Regions from separate parts of the Sus scrofa genome. Here region 2 is linked to region 1. The links are chromatin contacts, called in public Hi-C maps. All regions are on one chromosome and are shown on one strand. The core of a region is the stretch at or near the end of the contact, and the rest is flanking DNA. Distances in the headings are between cores, read along the strand shown.

Region 1 (3,424 bases), core at 95-2,594:
TTCCTTCCAGAAAATTCCAATCCAACTTACATAGGTATTCGCATTTCCTTAGGTATGTCGTCTTCTACACAAGTCACGTTACATAGTGTAATCCTTTAATACTTAAATGTATCCTGTGTTGCTTATTGATCTACAGCAAATCCATATTTGTTAATTCAACATGCACGGAAAACCCTCTCCAAAACCAAGAACCCCAATCCACAAATCATAAAAAGCAAATAAGCATAAAGCAACCGCGTAAACAGATTTGGGGTGTCTATTTTGGGGCATTTATTGCTGAGGCCATCACTAAAATCAAATCTGGTAAAGTCGAGGACGCATCCACAATTGGAGAGGCTAACAGAGGCAAAGGAAAGGCACTGCGCAGTTTCCGCGCCGTGCAATTAATCTCAGCAAATGCTTGCGGAATGCGCTCAAGGTCACTCGTGATGAAAAAGAAAAGTGTCCGTGTGTGCAGAAAACCCCGTAGTCCGCCCGTCCCGCGCAGAGCTTCCCCGGGGCGTGCGAACCGGCCGCCAAGGGAAAGAGGGAAATGAGGTGGGGGGATGTTATGGGAGCCCCGAAAAAACCACCTTCTCCGCCAAGCCCATCGCTGCAGGACCCCGGGCAGCCGCCGGAGAGGCCAAGCCGTCGTTAGGTACACAGGCTTGGGTGGGAGAGCAGCGTCAGTGCTCAGGGGTCCCGATCCTGGAGAACCCCCTCCTCTTCCTAGGGTCCCGTCCAGCGCCCTCCTAACACGGGGGGACCAGTCCCCTCCCCCCACCTTCTTCCCACCTTCCACCCCAGCCCCTCCCCACGCCCCAAAGGTCCGTTCCCCTCCCCCCCACATCCCTCCAGCCAACCCCGGGGTCCTGTCCCCCCTCCCCCACACCAGGGGGACTCCTACTCCACCCCCTCAAGCCCCGAGGGTCCCATTCCTTCCTCCCCCGCCCAGCCCGGGTTATGCAACACTCACCCCGCCCCGCCCCCCCGCTGGCGCCTGCCGCATCGCCCCCCCACGCCACGGGCCCTGCCACCTCGCGCCCCCCGCCCGCGTGAGCTCCGAGGCCTCTGGAACAAAGCGCGCGGGGCCGATCGGCCGGGCCGGGGGCGGCGGCCATGTTGGCGGGGGCGGCGAACAAAGGCGCGCGGCCCGAGCCTGAGGCCCCCGCCCGCGGCCCGGCCGGCAGGGGGCGCTGTGCAGGCGCCGCCCGCCGCCCGGACAATGCGCCGGGGCCCGCTGCTCCCCGGGCGCCACCGCCCCTCGGCGGGCCCCGCCCGCGGCCCCCTTGCGGCGTCCGCTCCCCAGCGGCGCACGGGCCTCACCTGCCGGCCACCTAGGCCGCCGTCCGCAGCCCGCGGGCCCCACTGTCCCGAGCCGCGCTCCCGCCCCGGCCCGACCGAGCCAGACGGCGCCGCCCCGCCCCCGCTCCGCTCCGCGGCCGCCGCCGCCCGCCCCCGGCCGCAAGGCGCACGCGCACTGCGCCCGCCGACTGCACCGGCCGCGCCGCCCGGCCCTGGCCCGACGGGCCACAGCGCGCAGGCGCTGCAGTCAGTGGGCGGGGCCTTGAGGTGGTGGGCGGGGCATGACGGCGGGATAGGGCGGGGCCTGGCGATGAGACAAGACTTGACGCGGCTCACCTGGCTGCGAGAAGGGACCGAATGGGGCAGGGCCTGAAGGTGGGGAGGGGCCTGGCGCCACACACCTGGCTGCCGGACTTAGCGAAGCAGGGCCTGGCTCCGGGGTGGGATCTGCCGGCCGGGAGGGCCAGGCGCGACTCCCACCTTGGGAGCGGGGCCTGGCAGCATGGCCGAGCTAGGCCCCAGGTACGCGCAGGGAGGGACGGCGTTCAGGACTCTGAGCCCCGGCAGCCGGGGCGGCGCAGGTCGCACTGGAAGTCTGGCATCCTTAGAAGTTTCGTTTTCGCGTGATGGGAGGATCAAATCCCTTGATCACGCCGTGATTGTCTCCCCACGTCTTGTCAAGTCGACCTGCGTCTCGCATGCCGCACGGGTGGAAGAAGCCGGATACAGTAACAGGGCCATCCACCAGCTGAGCCATGGTCGCCGAGATGCAGCGCTGTACAGCTCTCTGTGCTCCTCACCGCACCATCGAACCTGGACTCTGACGTTGCTCATTCACCTGCCCTACCTGGCGGGGGAAGGTGAGCGCTGCAAGCACTTGACCCCGCACTCCCTACTCGTGCTGCGCCCCGCCACTAACAGGTGAACTTCCCAGCTTTCCGCGGAAGTCAGGAGCCAGGCATTTCCACGGTCACTCTAGAACTTGTTTGACTTCTGTTTCACCCAAGAAGATGCCCTTTGAGTGTCAGGTTGGTTGTTTGCGGGAGGACAGGGAGAGGAAGAGTCCAGAACAGTTTTGATTCCTGCGAAGTTGACTGCGGTACCTGGAGGCTGAATCCCCAGTCTGAACCCCTTACCCTCCCACCCCAGCCTGGAGGTCTCCTCTCCCTCGTCATTCCACCCAACTCTCTCCCGGCCCTCTCCCCTCCCCGACTAGCCCGCGCTCAACCCCCGGCCCCCCCCCCCCAGCCCGGAGTCCTCCGGCACAGCTCTGGGCGGACGTGGTTCCTCGAGTGCGAAAGGGCAGCCACTTCCTAATAAACCACCTCCCCGAATGTTGTCAGGTCGAATGACAGATGTATTATTGGAAAGCGCTCTGTACACTCTAACCTACAGCGTAATTGTCAGTACGCAATGCTCTTTGGGATTTTACTGGCACCTTTTCTCCCAAATAAGATTGATACGTGCCTGTTCAAACAATTAAAATGTTCATCTCAGATGACACACTTGGCAGGAGCTGGAAGTTCACAGGCCAACTAGAGGACCAGTTTAGATACAGATATACAAAATTGTGTCACCCTGCTTAACAGTTAGGAAGTGCTGGAAATTGTTTTTTTTTTCATTCGTGTTCAACATTTATGACAAAAACAGTAGTGGAACACTTCAGAAAGAGATTGAAAGGAGGCAGGTGCCAAGAAGTCGACTAGTTGGAGCACTTCATTGGCATTCACTGGCTTTCTCCACCTGGCCACTATTGACATTTGGGGCTAGATAATTCTTTTTTAATGGGTATGTTTGGCAGCATCCCTGGCCTCCACCCTCTAGATGCTAGTAGCACACCCCCTCCCCCAATATGACAACCAAAAATGTCTCCAGACAAAGCCGGATATGTTGTCCTATCCCCTCTCTCAACAGAGAACCTCCCTTTTTAAAATTTTGCCTCTAATGAGGGTCACTGAGTTTTCAACAGTGCACAGGCCAGAGAGGTCAGCCAGTCCTATGTCAGAAAGGGCCGCCACACTCCAGAGAAGGCAACAACTAGTCCTGCTAAAAATATATCAACCACCCTCCAAGGCCTAGCTTGTTAGCACGCTGAATGTCAAAAATGGGATTTTACATCACCCATGTACATCTGCCAAAA
Region 2 (3,269 bases), core at 378-2,877, 680 kb before region 1:
TCACAATTAATATTTTTCCAGATTTTGGAAAGATTATAGTTTACATTCCGCCCATTACAGGACAGTCCCAGAGAGACTCTTGTCTGACATCACGCCAACATATGGCCAATATGGCATATTGTCATATTGCCAAGAACATTATGCCAACATTTTACAGGACTAGAACAGTACAGTTCGTTGTTACCACATAAAAAGACAATCTACTTCAAATTTATCATCTATAGTAAAAAAAAAAAAAAAAAAAAAAGACTTTTCCAACTAGGAATGTGAAACAATGAAGGTATTACTAATCTGTGAGCTGCCCAGAGAAATCCTCAAGTTTTTCTCCAGAGAATATAGATTTCTAAGGTACTAAGGGGAGAAAAAGAGACCACCCACTGTTAAATCCTTTCTGACTCAAACAGCATTCTGGGAAACGTAATCTAAAAGGAGAGCAGACGTAAAACCAGGTCACTGCTTGGCCCCTCCTACCCGTTGGTAGTTTTCTAGAACGCCACGTCCTGGACACCGCCCAGGGGAACTGGGTGGGGCTGGTCTTTGAAGCCACGCCCCAGTTTAAGGCTAAGAACTTTCCTCCCTAACACCGTCCAATTTGTCTATTTAACAGATTAATTTAGCAACTAAACTACACTCTACTCTCTAGAGCCTCACTTCATGATGCAAAAGTCAAGTATCCCTCAAAGCCAAAAACTACTTGGCAGGTATACACTAGCCGGAAAAAAATGCCCCAAGTCCACTAGAGTTCTCAATTTAGTCTCCAAAGGAAGCTCTTTTAATGACCCATGAGGGTTAATCGGCACCAGCGGCCACCAAAGTCGCCAAACTCAATACACATTTCAAACCCCAAGGGAAGTTCATTTTTCGGGGACTTCCCCTCCCCCCAGCAACATTTTTAGTGCCGTTAACTTCAAATGCAAAAAAATAAAAATAAAAAAGTTGCTCTGACGATGTTATCAAACTACAACTACTCTTCCGACAGCCCGGCGCCCGCTCCGACTGAGACGGGATTTGCAGGAAGCCAACTTGGAGGAAAAGTTCTTAAGAATCGCTACGCTGCTACAGGAAACGGGCTAGATTTTGGCCACTGCGGGTCCGCTTCGGCCCTCGGCCCCTTCCCTTTAAGGCCTGACACAGCACCAGAAGAGGCCCCTTCCCCGCCCGAGCCTTGTCCTCCTCACAGACTGGAACAAAGGGCGGAAGCCGGCTGGGCCGGGCCGCCAAGCGAGGGGAGCCTCGCGCTCCCGCCAGGACGGCCGGGCCCTGACACGGCCGCGGCTCCAACTTCTCTCCGGCCCCGGCCTGGACCCAGACCCCAGCTGGATGAGGTTCGACCCCGACTCCCGGCCCTGGCCCCTGGTTCCAACTCAGGCCCACTCAGGGCCGCGGCTGAGGGAGCCCGGCCGGCCGGCTTACCGGTACTCGTAGTGCTCATCAAAGTATTTGTCGGAGTAGTAGATCTGTTTATGGGCCATCCTGCAAGAGGGCGGGTAGCCTGCGCTGAACCGAAGCGACGGGATGCGAAGAGCGAGCGCAAAGAGCAACACGACCAAGACGGACCAAAGCAACGACTCTACTGAGACCAACCGACCGCAAGCCGAACGAGCCCGGTTTGAATCCGACAGCCCACCACTGATTGGACAACGGTGTCGACCAATCACCTACGCTCTCTCTGTAAGGCCGGAACGTGTTTCCAGCCTATCGTCACCGCCCCTTCGCTGCATTAGCCCCCAAGATTAGCCAATCAGAAGCCTGTTGCGAAGTTGGCCAGGAAAGATGTGGATGATTGGCGTGGCGTGAGGGCGGTGAACTCCCTGACGGAAGAGGGCGTGGCCAGGAGAGGGCGGAGTCTGGATGTTAAGGGCCGCAAGGCGCGTGCTCCTGAGCTTAGAAGGTTCCAGGTCGGCAGAGCGGTTGGGGCTGTGAACCTGAGGGAGGGTATCGCGGTGTTTGGTGAGGCCAGGGGATGGGCGGGGACTGCCTGTGGAGCTGCCGCCTGTGCGCAGGCGCACCGTTCAGTCCCGGATGCGAGGCTGAAGTCTGTGGGAGGCGAGGAGAGTCACCTCGCCACCCCCCGGGCGTAGGGGAGGAGTCGTCTAGAGGGCGCTGGAGGTCAGGTTTGGCGCTGTATGCACGCGGGAAAGCTGATGTTGCCCCTGAGTTGAGGAAGGTGTCCAGATGTCCCACTGCGATGGTGGTGCAGTGAGGTTCCGGAAGCTCGCCGCGGAGTGATGGCGATGATGAGGTCGTGCACCAGAGCCCGCTTAGGTGAAAACTGTTTCTACCCTATTGCATCTGCGGATAGGCCTGTGCGCGGGTATATGGAAAAATAAAAAGATTACTAAAATAATGGTGTTTAGTACAGCACAGTGCAGTTAAAAGTGGTTTGTAAACGTCCTTTTGGCTTCTTAGCATCGAATCCTGGTTTAAAATACGTGTGCGTGTAAAATAAAGTTGCTGGAGAAAAATATGACACAGTGTAAGTAGTGGGGTTTTTTTACACGTCAAAGTGATCCTTGTGTTTTTAACATTTTCCATAACGAGCATGTGTGATATTTGTGCAGTGTTCTAGCACAATACAGGTGAGAACATCATCACGTCCCCACCGCCTCCCTCACACAAGATTAGCACTTTATTCTTTGGCTCTCAGCCTAAGGATTCTTTCCTCTAAAGGCCATCTTCATCACCTTGTATGGACGAAGTCCCCACCTTATGAAGGCCTGCAGGTTTCCTGCCAGGCAATTGCAGGCACGGAGTTGCATGCTGCCTGGGGTACTGTCTGACCCCACCATTGGCACTGTGAGGTACTCTCCATGAAACGAGTGTGGAGGGCATGTCTTGTTTCGTTCACTGCTGGATACCCAGCACATAACAGTTTTTTGTACTCGAGGCACACTTCATAATTTTTAAATAACTGTAATGTATGCCTAACTAGTTAGGCATAATGAAGTACTGTGATAGTAGAGCTGTCAATAAACTGTGAAGGGAGTTGGGTAAGGAAATCACTAACTTTCTGGCCCAACCCAGAAAAGAAAATCTTACTAGGGGTTGTTTTTACAGAGACTTGTGGAAAATCTCACAGAAAAGTCGATTAATGGGAGTTCCCGTCATGGCTCAGTGGTTAACGAATCCGAGTAGGAACCATGAGGTTGCAGGTTTGATCCCTGGCCTTGCTCAGTGGATTGGGGATCCGGCGTAGCCCTGAGCTGCGGTGTAGGTTGCAGACACGGCTTGGATCCTGCGTTGCTGTGGCTCTGGCGTAGGCCGTTGGC

What was found. Hi-C and Micro-C count contacts between places; a contact is called where the count stands out from the background.
Region 2: a Hi-C map of embryonic fibroblasts shows a contact between it and region 1, with 2.0 times the contacts expected there. The contact joins the promoter of CKS2 here to the promoter of SPIN1 in region 1. A contact is called at or near these places in 1 of 47 Hi-C or Micro-C datasets (embryonic fibroblasts) and 1 of 2 datasets of contacts at active chromatin or transcription factors (alveolar macrophages).

The regions. Positions count from the first base shown.
Region 1 is chr14:225,139-228,562 of Sscrofa11.1, reverse strand. It overlaps SPIN1 (spindlin 1), which reads right to left and starts at 1,344. Exons shown (of 6, transcript NM_001195370.1): 1 at 1,306-1,344. It overlaps LOC110256681 (proline-rich protein HaeIII subfamily 1-like), which reads left to right. Exons shown (of 3, transcript XM_021072957.1): 2 at 458-651; 3 at 875-1,657. The coding sequence ends at 1,657.
Region 2 is chr14:903,120-906,388 of Sscrofa11.1, reverse strand. It overlaps CKS2 (cyclin-dependent kinases regulatory subunit 2), which reads right to left and starts at 1,627. Exons shown (of 3, transcript XM_003132790.4): 1 at 1,414-1,627. The coding sequence starts at 1,472. It overlaps LOC102165122 (a long non-coding RNA gene), which reads left to right. Exons shown (of 2, transcript XR_307311.3): 2 at 1-254.